Regions from separate parts of the Zea mays genome. Here region 1 is linked to region 2. Evidence: chromatin contacts called from public Hi-C data. All regions are on one chromosome and are shown on one strand. Each heading gives the region's core, a stretch centred on a gene start, on an enhancer-like site or on the middle of the called end of the contact. The rest is flanking DNA. Distances are from core to core; before and after follow the strand shown. Region 1 holds the start of LOC100276913. Region 2 holds the start of LOC100281259 (SOUL heme-binding protein).

The links. Hi-C and Micro-C count contacts between places; a contact is called where the count stands out from the background.
Region 1: a contact with region 2 is called in a Hi-C map of bundle sheath, with 4 times the contacts expected there. The contact joins the promoter of LOC100276913 here to the promoter of LOC100281259 in region 2. A contact is called at or near these places in 8 of 25 Hi-C or Micro-C datasets (bundle sheath, ear, endosperm and 3 more).

Annotation. Positions count from the first base shown.
Region 1 is chr5:172,973,408-172,979,109 of Zm-B73-REFERENCE-NAM-5.0, forward strand. It overlaps LOC100276913, which reads left to right and starts at 1,623. Exons shown (of 2, transcript NM_001165426.1): 1 at 1,623-1,864; 2 at 1,959-2,601. The coding sequence starts at 1,690. The coding sequence ends at 2,461. It overlaps LOC100286145 (integrin beta-1-binding protein 2), which reads right to left. Exons shown (of 6, transcript NM_001159033.2): 4 at 3,709-3,860; 5 at 3,295-3,515; 6 at 2,478-3,188. The coding sequence ends at 3,096.
Region 2 is chr5:172,542,558-172,548,546 of Zm-B73-REFERENCE-NAM-5.0, forward strand. It overlaps LOC100281259 (SOUL heme-binding protein), which reads right to left and starts at 4,668. Exons shown (of 7, transcript NM_001154178.2): 1 at 4,269-4,668; 2 at 4,097-4,167; 3 at 3,856-3,957; 4 at 3,644-3,748; 5 at 3,386-3,521; 6 at 2,518-2,627; 7 at 2,148-2,416. The coding sequence starts at 4,542. The coding sequence ends at 2,336.

The DNA.
Region 1 (5,702 bases), core at 373-2,872, 430 kb after region 2:
AATGATCATTGAGGATGAGCGTGGAGGACCATACGAAGTGGACGAGTACAAGATACTCGAGTTCTTGGTTGCAGCACCAATACAATCATCACCCCTATTAGGACCTGACAAGCGGGCCCAAACACTTGGGAGTTGCTGGGATAAGCAACACACAACAAAACGGTTAGCCTGGAAGCTGAAATGTCTTGTCAAGTGTATCCGTGTCGGGATCCGGACGGGAGTATTTATAGGGTAATCAGGGGGACACAAGCCTAAATATGATCGTATCACTAGTTACCTACTATATTCTTAGAATATGTCGTGCAATAGGGTAATTACAGTACAATATTGGCTCGTGCCTAATTACACCAAATCGTTTACCCGCTAGGGGATCTGGACAAAGGGCCTTGGGGTCTAGCAGGTGGACCCACTCTAAAAAATAGCAGGTGAGAATATGAAATCGAGCCTTAAGCACCACAAATACCATGTACATGTTCTTCCATTTGCTCTCCTGGCACACAATGAGCAAGGCCCACACATGTACATGGTATTTGTGGTGCTTAAGGCTCGATTTCATATTCTCACCTGCTATTTGTGGGCCTTGCTCCCGTCCACTGCCTCGAGGCCTCCGACCCGGGGATAAAAGTCCTAGTACCTTCAGCTTCCTAGCACCTTCGCCGCAACCAGCCTCGAGGTCCAGTGCCTTTGCGTGCTCTTGTGGGATCAACTCGTTCGGAGGGTAAGCTGGCGGTGGATCGAACGCGTCAGCCCTCCAGGTAGACTTCGAGTCGAAGAGCCCCCGCAGTGGCCAGCCTTCGCTCCGACGACGTCAATCGGAGGAGAGTGTGAGGGCTCTCATGCACCGTAGTCTGCACCGGCTGTGCGGGATGGCCAAAGCCTTATTTATGTTTGGGTCCCACATTCACAGACAAGTTAGCCTAGCTCCAGACGTGGTCGCACGAAGGGTTAATCGAGGTCTGGTTCGACCTTCGTCCCAACAACCCTCAAGAGTACCGACGGGCCGGCTTTGCAACCATCCTTGAGGAGATGCCACATCCCATACAAACTCGATGCATGGTTAGTTCGTATACTAGTACTCTCTTCAAATCTTAATCAACCCTTGAGTAGAAAGTTTAATGTCGACGTTTGATGACCCTAAATGTTCCCAAAAAATAATTTTAACTGTATTAATATCGGCGCACTGCCTTAGTCCCAATGTGGTACTAAAACCATCTCCCACGCTGCTGCGGCCCCACCGTGCCGTGCCTCGTCTCGTCCAAATACGGCTAGCTGTGTTTACTCTACGGCACGGCCTACGGGTGTCGGGTGCGTTGCCTTGCCTCAATGGCTGACGGGTGGTGCTACCAGGAGCCTGGCGAGCGGCGGCGTTGTCTTCCGCCCTCTTTTGTTGTTGGGAGGTTGGAGCAGGTGGCTATCTGTGTCGTTGGTATGATGAGTTGCAGTTGAGCGCAGGTGCCCGGGTAGAGGCTGACAAGTTGGTTGGCCAGTGGCTACGCTACATGATGATCGGCCGCCGTGCCCTCAATACAGCCACTCCGATCCCCCGCCGATGTGATCTCCTCTCCTCGGACTACAAGTACCCGCGACAGCGTTGAGTGCGTATACTAGCCGCGTACACATAACACATCTGGTAAGCGAGCACCGAGCAGCAGGCGGTCTCAACGGTCGACGCGCCAGCTTTCCTTGTCCATGCAGATCACTCGTCGTACGTTCCCTATGCTGGCTCCTCCTCGGCTCCCCCTCGCCGGGGCGCTCCTGCTGCTCCTCGCCGTCGCGCTCGGCGCGGTGCCGTGCGAGAGCGCCGCGCTCCGCCTCCGCGGCTCCGTCGCCTGCCTCGACTGCGCCGAGGGACACGATCTCTCCGGTACGTACGGTACACTGGTGGTCTCACTCTCAGTCTCACCTCACTTCTTGTCCCTCACTTCTCGATCGTGCCTTTTGTTTGTGCTTGGTGACAGGTGTGGTCGTGGCGGTGAAATGCGCCGGCGACGGCGACGGCAGCGCGGGCCTCCACGCAGCGCAGACCGACGGGCGCGGCAACTTCGACGTGGCCGTGCCAGCAGAAGCGTCAGCCTCGGGCGCGCCGTGCGCGGCCAGGGTCCTCGGCGCCACGGAGCAGCTCTGCGCGCCGTGGGGACTCACGGTCGCGCGCGTCGTCCCGGCCCGGGGGCCTGGCTCCGCCTCCTACCCCGCCTCCTATGTTCTGGGCTCCCGCCTCGCCTTCTTCACGAGGTGCGCTGCGGCTAGCGGCGGCTCCGCTGTCGCTGCGACCATGGCCGACCGTGAACACCAGGGTGGTAACGCCCCGATGGAGCCAGCGCTAAGGCCGACGCCACCGGCGGCACGGACGCCGGCGTGGACTCCACCGTCCCGTGGAGGCAACAGGCCGCCCTTCAGTTTTGGAGGACTGCCTCCCTTCTTCTTCTTCTTCCCGTTCATCCCGATCATCGGCATCCCTTGAACCTGAACGCTGCCGTGTCCAAAGCACTACCAGTACTACTTACATTTGAATCCCATGTCCATGTATCCATGACATAATGATAATGCTAGTGTATGCACGCCAAAACAGCATCCAATAAATCAAGAGATTGTGCTTTTCTCTTTCCAAGAGTGCAGCTAAGTTTTCATTATATTGTAGATTGGCAACAACTTTCTGGTCTGGGGAGTGAGGAGCGGTAGAACAAACTAGTGATGCATGGTCCAGGCTTTTGCCTGCTCAAACCGAGCAAACCAGTACACGGACAGGACTTCTCCAGCAGCCATGGAACACACACAAGAAACACGGCACCTCTACCGCTCCACAGCATGCGCTAACTTCTCTGGCTTAGACATGGTTAAAATATTGGCATCCTTCGGCTTCAAACAGACAAAACCCCAATTTGAATCCAGACACCAAATGTGGTCCAGAGTACAAGGAGAATCACGTAAGATTTCCAGACAGCTACCGTGCGCAAAGCTTAGGCAGCCCGCAGCCCGGAGCCCATCCTCAAAGCTCTTGTCACACTTCCAAATGAAATCCTCAATAAACTGCAGAAATGGTGTTTACATGGCAGGTGACGATACAACATGAAAACAGCCTTAAGCATGGCGTGAATTCACACCGCATCAGCATTATGCCAACCCTTTGTGCATGTAGGTATCTCCATAAACTCGTCAAACTCCTTGACATGAACATCACAGCATTTCCACTGCAAGAACAGAACAGATATGGGGTTTAGGGATGGCGAGAATAGCTGTTTACAGAGGCAGAAATCAACATATAGCTTCAAATAAATCCTTCAAATATATACATACCCCTCTCATCCTGTCATGGAAAACGGCAGGACCTGGATGGTAGTCACATGCAGAATCATGGTTATCCTTCTCCTTGTAGGATTTACCACATCCTTTATTTTTACATGTCCTCAGCTCATTTACATCGATCCTTTTCTTGGGCGGTGGAACAGCTGATTTCTCAACAGGTTCCTTGTTTGTATCGTCGGTAGCAGCTGGCTTTTGTGGCTTGGGCTGTGATCCTGAAAACATAGCACCAGAGCAAGCTCCATTTAACAGATTTTTAATAGGCAGCTAATAAAGATATTTTACCAAATTACCATAAAGGACCATACGTGTGGCCAAACATATGTGCAGGGTGGTAAATTGTGTAACACTTATAAATAGGAATCAATCAGTTTAACTAAAACAAGATTACTGCGAATACAAACTCACCATGATCGGAGCAAAAGAAACCTTGACGACACCTTGCACACACATCAACTCCCACACCCTGCTTAGAGGACTGGATCGGTGTTGCCTTTGTACGGTTAGATGAAACAGCTTTTGTGATTGGTTTTTCGGTTGTATGCTTTCCTGTTGTGCATCTACACCAAAATAGAGCATGCAATCAATTACTGCTCGCTCTGCTGACGTAAGTGTTGGAATTAGGGTTACGAAGGTAGTACGAGTGATAGGTTTGAAGTCTAGGACCAGTACCCCGGCGTTTGGGCGCCGTCCTCCTAGGGTTATGCTGGTGGTAGGGAAGGATAATTTGTGGAAGTGAGGGTGGTGGTGATGGCGCCTGCAGCAGGGTGATGGTGTGCAGGAAGAGCATCCTTGGGGAAGCTGGGAATCGGGGATGGGGAGTGTGGGAAGGCAATCTGGTGGATGGGTACAGGTATGGTTGTCCCGATGGCACCAAGGCGGAGATCGGCAATGGAAGGGGTGCCGTGGCAGATGGGAAGGGAACGATGGTGGTGGATGGCGTGGTGGTGGTGGGAAGGGGGGTGCCACCATAGCTTGGCATGCCATAGGGGAAGCAGCAGCACTGGTGGTGGTAGAAGATGGAGGCGGCAGTGGTGGCAGTGTCCTGTTGGACATGCCATAGATGGCGGCGAACTGCTGCACCATCAGCTGCTGGAATGCCATGAAGTCCACCTATGAAATTGGTTGGTGGCAGCAGTCGTCACATCAATAGATGTGACAACGGTGGAGGTGATGGGTGGTGCTGATCCTGGCGTCACATCGTCGGAACCTGGCATCTCCGATACCAGATTGTTGAAATTAGGGTTACAAAGGTAGTACGAGTGGTAGATTTAAAGTCTAGGACCAGGGACTCGGCATTTGGGATGAACAGTGCACGGTTGAACAGTAGATACGTTGAGGGGGAAGCAAGGGCAAGACACTTGCCTGCTTGATTTCTTCCTTAATCAAAGGAGTACAATATATAGGTTGTGATAGCAGCCCCTAACAAACTAACTAACTCTATCCAGGAGTTCGAAACTAATGTTTATCTATCTAAACAAACTAACTAATGCTTATCCATTTAAACAAACTAACTAATGCTTATCCATCTAAACAAACTCACTGATTTTATTAGGGCTGCTGGGCTACCGGTCATAACATAAGAGGTGACTGAATGATATTGGTCTATAATGAAAAAACACCATGATCAAAACTAGAACGTGGACCAGCTTAAAAACATTATTTCATAACGGATAATGGTACAAAGACATCAATTCTTGAATATTTATTCACCAGCAAACCTAGACTCATATCTGGATCTGCATGGAGAATACAATAAATACGTTGAGCTGAGCTCATTCATGCAGATATTATTAGAGAATTTGCCACATATTTCTACTAGTGTGTTCTGCCACATAAACGTTTAAAATCGTTTAAACGTAGTTTCAAACAACATAGGAAAAATACCAATATATCATAATTTCAGACAATAACATGAAGTTAAATACCAAAACAGAGAGGTTAGTGGCTTACTAAAACTTCACACGAGACGGATTGGACCCAAAAATAACTAACAGACCGGACCCAAAAGTAGCTAATGGTCTTGTTAGATTGTGTGTGTGTGGGCCGGCACTACTGTTGGGCTGCCGGCCCATTAGGGTTAGGGTTCTGTGTCTATATATGTAACCACCACCTCTATGCAATACAATCAAGAGTTCATAGTTCCAACATGGTATCAGCTAGCTAGATTTTGTCCATCCACAGGGCAGCCACCCACAGCCGACGCCGCCGCGAGAGGCTCATCCTTCCCTCCTAGGGTCGGCCACCATCCTAGCCCGCCAATCACAGCAGCCTAGCCGCCCTCCACCTCACACTCTGTCGCCGCTACTCCCCTCCCTCTCGCTTGACCACCTCAGACCACACCCGCGACCTGGCCCAAACACCGCGCGCGTGGGCGTCCTCCCTGCCGTGGGCGCGGGACT
Region 2 (5,989 bases), core at 3,418-5,917:
CATACTGACAAGTGATTTTATGGAAATCCTTATCAACACCTATTCTTTGGGTGAAAAAAATTTCCACATTAGTGTCGAAAGCATAAAACACATGAATGAAGAAAAGTGAAGGCACAAAATATTACTATATGACATAAAAAGCTTAACATTATGCTATCTCTAGCATCCTTACCTATCTCAACTCATATTTCAAACTCCGCTCTTTAAATACTGCAAGAAACATTAAAAATGCAAAATAATATTTTGTACAACCATATGCACAATCTGCTGACCAAAACCTTACGCCCCGTTTGGATCATTGGAATTGAATTCCATTCTAATAATAGTAATTTAGGTATATATCAATTAAGCTAATTCAGTTTTATGCAAAATATATTGTATACTATTATTAACAAGATGTTTGAGATATTTATGTGCTACATTTTTACTATAGAGGAGTCAGACGAAGACTGTCATGTAAGTTACAGAGTAGAAACAAATTCTACTAATGCATAAAATCATTTCCCACCCTTTACCCCATGAATTTGAGATAGACTTATATCTGAACTTTAGAAAGCGGTGGAATGTCAAATTCCAAACTAAATAAGTTATTTTATTGAGTGAATTCCAATTCCTCTGAAATGAAGGGATCCAAACGCCCCGTTATAGATTTTTAGAGTCCCCGTTATAGATTCAAAACCATATGGCATGGGTCTTATTATAGGCCAACCTTGTGTACTAGTACTAAAATATCACAAAAATGAGAAAATAAAATAAACTTAGATCTTATTATCAACAAAAAAATTGTTGTCCAATTAAGCTTCACGTGTAATCATCATGCAGTCAAACAATCAAAAGTCATGAAAACATCTTTAAAAATTATATATACTTTATTATTTACTCTCCCAATACATCAAAATTTAAAATCTAGTTCATCCAATATTAAGATATGTAAATAGAGAAAATTCTATCATTTTTTAATCCTTCGTATTGGATAAAGTTTTCTATTTTTTATCGCTTAACATACGATAAACTAGAACTTCAATTTTGATATATTTTGAAATATTGATAGAGTAAATAATAAAGTATATCTATAATCTTTTTTAAAAAATTGGGTACTTTTAGTAGTTTCATTTTATTGCGATTGCACAAGAAGCTCGATTGCAGGGCCGGGCCTATGGGTGTGCGACCCGTGTGACCGTACAGGGCCTCAAAAAATTGTCTAATGGGAGAAGGGTCATGTGTAAGGGGATCGTATCCAGTGCACAAGGGCCACACCGTGCACAAATGCACAAAACGAAATCTGGCCGTCCATTTTCCATCCAACGGCCGTCGTAAATATGCAGATGAACCCTCCCGCAGCCTCCGTAGCTTGCCGAGTCTGTTTTGTGAAAAACCCCCCGCACCGTCATGTCGTTGGATGGAAAATGGACGACAAGATTTCGTTTTGTGCATTTGTGCACGGCGTGGCCCTTGTGCACTGGATACGATCCCATGTGTAAGGCCAGAGCACTAGAGTGCCAGAGCCGCTCTTAAGTTTGCCTATATGTCTTCGTGCGATGATTTTGGCGTGTGACGCTTCCATTCTTGAATTTGAGCCCCGTTTCATATTCTCACTCTATCTGTCTGAAGAACGCCAGCAGACTCGTCCAATTTCATTCACAATTCATCCAACGAATATGAAGTAATCAGCGAGCAAGGCAACAGTAGCAACTAACCACTCTGTTTTCATATCTGAGTTTCAATAAAGAAGGCGAGAGGCGAAGACCTGCATAGGAGTGCATGTATTCATTTTTCTCTCAATCTAATTGTAATGTACTATTATTGCCTCAAGAAAATTGTAATGTTCTATTGTACTAATTAAATCCTTGGTATGAAAATCACGCTCTTGATGATGTCTCGGTGATGAGGATTCTAGAATATCGATTTGGCCAACAAAGACTTAGCTACTATAGTACTCAAGAGTGAAGTGTTGGAGAAGATTGAATATGAACATATTATGGAAGATTTTATTTCAAAGAAGAACGAGTTATTCAAATTTACCTATTCTATTACAATGTATGCCATTGCAAGTTTTAGATTGTTATTATTCGCTTTTTCTAAAAACATATAAGTTATACTTTAGAGTTAGCACAGGGCCTCAAATATCTCCAGCCCGACCCTGCGCGGGCTCGAACGCACAACATTTTTTGCTCTTATTATTTAGTTTCCAATACAATAATATATGCATGCGATAATTAACATGTCTACATATATACAGAACATGCCAGATAGAAATTATACATATATGCATTAGGGACGATGGGCATTTGCATACACTCTCAAATGCCAATAATTTATTTGTTAATCTAGGACATCATAAGGCTATATCGTTCCTCTCAACCTCCAATGCTATTTCATTTCTCCTTGTGAATGGAAGTGTGAACGGTGGATTGTACTGCAGATTGAGAAAATCTAGAATCAGGCACTGAAAAGCATTCCTCTAATAAGCTAGGTAAAACTACAGCTCATAAACCTTAACCATTTCAGAATCTTTACCTGTGCGACTTCCACCACCGAATCATCTTTCACTCTAAATGTGGTATCTTTACGGAGAGATTCGCGCAATTTAGACTCCCTCTGGTTTATATCATCATCAGTAACCAAACCTGTACGGACACAAAGGAGTGTGGACTATGACAATGGTACCATGGTTGACAAAGATTGCACGCCAGTATCAATATGACTTCATAACTGACCATATCCAATGAACCAACAAAGAATGAAGAGAAATGGTTCATTTAGCAGAGAGCTAAGCGTCTCAATATTGTAGCATCAGAATATTAAAAACAAATGAGATGCTTATTGTTGTGAAAACTTTCTCCAGCCAATAAAATTTGAAGTTAAAAGAGTTCTTATATGCTTTTATTATATTGTGAACAAAAAAGAATTGTAATGGCTACTCTGTAAGACAAATGGTAAATACATAGAGCTCATTAATCATTTCAAAATAACAACTTGAGAAAATCTGGTTTGATCTGTGTCATCATGAAAGTAATTCTATATTAGAGATCGTGTTGGTGTTTTGAATTGGGAAGGAACACAACAACTCCTATCGTTCTAAACTATTTCCTGACTAAAAACAAAAGGCATGTGGTTAGTGATAAAAAACGGTACGCTCCATACAAATGTTTCAGTAGATTAATTATCTATCATTATGATTTCTGCAGCAAAAAGGATCTTGAGTAATCAACAGAAGAAAAGGCACAGAAAATTGATACAGAGTATTTCTGTTTTTTTTCATTACAAATACTGAAAAAAGATTTAAAATTTTGTACCTATAAATTATGTACTTGACTCTGAATATATAGCTTCTTAATCACATACAGCTATGAAATGGGTATGACAGAAGTACAATATTATGGACCTGAAAAGGCTGCAACGGCAACTATTTTGCTGGGCACCTCCTTGATAATCACAGAAGGATCTTTTGGGCGAGGCAAATTGGAACCATACTTCGCTGGCATCACAAATGACATTTTCCATTTATTTGTACCAGCTGACTGCAGGTGACAACGCACAAAAAGGACAGGTAAAACTTCATAACTTTCCAGATAATGAAGTAACCTAAATGGCGAAACAAGGACAGCTCAAAACAATGGCACAAGTGAAAGCCAAACTGCACCTTTTTTGTTATCACTGGGGTCGTCATGTCCATTGATTGGCCGTTTGACTCACCCTTCCGAGTAAAAACAGGTGTTGTCATTTCCATTTGCTCAGAGGCAGTATTCTGAAGCAAGAATGCCAATGATGAAGTCAATTAACATCAGACCATGACTATCCAATGAAACAACAAGGGAATGGACGTCTGGACCGTGGTAGAAACGTGACAAATACCTTACCGAATAAATATGATGCCAGCACGTTGAACGACTGAGATGACCCGTTGAAATCGAACCCAGATCTTCCGGGCATCGTCGTTTCAGCAACGAAGTATGACTGATGAGAGTTCACAACAGAAGACACAATCATTCAATGAACCTCATAGTATTATCATATTCTAACGGGTTCAATTTCCACACACGCACAAATTTCTTTAACCAATGGTTGAAAAGCGACCACATATTAGAACAATTACCTCCACTTCTCTGATCTCGTACTCTGCCTCGCGCTTCAGTACGCGAAACGGAACTGTCTCGAGATCAGGCACTGCAAAAAAAGTACATGAATCTAACTCAGAAATCGTGGCCTAAAATCCTGAGGATTCTACGATTTGGGGTACAAGCTGCTGCTATTCATTTATTACCGACCGGACATGAGGGCCTCCTCGAGGGTGCGGGGCTCGAAGCGGCCAGACGGGAAGGCGTACTTGGCGGCCTCATCGGCGAGCTCGGCGAAGCGGCGCTGCGAGGCGGAGAGCGCATGCGAGGCCAAGGCCAGCACCAGCGACGCGCGGGCCTCCGCTCCGCTCACACGGGTGCCCGCGGCCACGACGACCGTCCGCGGCGAGCGGACGTCTCGGGGAGGCTGGCCTGGGGCTCGAAGCGGCCGTGGGGAAGCGGAACACAGCGGCGACGGCGCCATTTGATTTCCAGTTCGGAGCGGTGATCGCGAGGCGCGAGTGGTGCAGTGCGGGTTGGCGATTGCCTCGCAGTGGGGTGCCGTGTGGCGCTCGTCCGTGGGATGGGAGAAGGCTGAAGGCGGTTGCGTTCTGCGGTTCTGTTCTGGTGTTCGTTCTATTGCGGCAGATTTTTTACATTGCGGCTTGGTTGTGGGCTTGTGGCCTCGGGAACCGGAGCGCGAGGCGATTTTTGCTTTAGCCTCTGGCTCTGTGAAATCCCAAACATATTTTGGAAGTTCGTGCCAACCATTGGGCCGTATTTGTCATTCTCTATAAATATCTGATTGGTTGTTGTAAAGTGGTAAGCTGCCTCATATATGAGGGGTCAAGTTTCTTGTGCACAGACTTGTCTGTACATATGTTTTTGTTTAGTTGGTTGCATTATTACATTCAGGACAAATATAGTTTTAATTTAGTTATCTGCACCAAAACGTGTATTAGAGAAGAGTGAATAAATAAATCTTTGAATATTATATACCATGTATGGTCTAATTTTGTTCAAAAAATCCAGGAACATGAATATAAAATCGGTTCAATGATTTATTTTTTATTTAAAAGTTATGATGCAAAAACAAATATAAATGTCTTCTCGTTTTACGTGCAACTACATGCAGAAGCATGCCACTGGACTGCACGCGAGCGTACGCGCGCTAGGAGCATCTCCCGCGGGCCTGGCTCGTCGTCTATTTTTGCATCTGTTCAACCTATACCTTGAGAGAAGTGAACCAAACAATACGCACTTTGAGACTCCGCGGGTGCAGCTGTAGCCTCTCGCACGTCAACCAAACAGAGAGTAAACGTGCCTGTACGTCGCCAGATTGTAAAAGGTCAGGTACAACTTTAAACCCTTAAAATAGTTTTCCAATATAAAAGATTGCACGATATAACTTTAAGCCTCTAGATAATAAATATAGTTTTCCAATAACTAGTTGTCAGAACTAGGCGTTACTGTAGCACCCTAATTTTTAAACCAACAAAAAATTAAAGATTTAGTTTAATTTGTTAAGATTTTGGTGGTTTAGAATCACGAATTACAATTTTAGATATATTTTTTATAAATCAATTAAGACGAATCAAAAGGTTGAAATGAGTATGTTGCGTTCATGCTATTGCATAGTGATTCTGAGTGCAAGAAGTGTTTGAAACATGTTAATATATCCTGTAAAAGTCCCCGTTGATTTTTCGTATTTGTCTTATTATTTTTTATATTTACGAAAAGTAAAATATATTTATTTGAGGTACTTAAACATCGTTTTAAAATATCCAAATATTTTTATTGAGTTCATTGGATGCCAAAACATTTCTATAATTTTTAACAATTTTGGAGCGATTTGGACATTTTTCAGCATAAAAAATGAATTTATGTATTTTCCAAAAACAGAAAACTTTAAAATTCGAATTTATCTACAT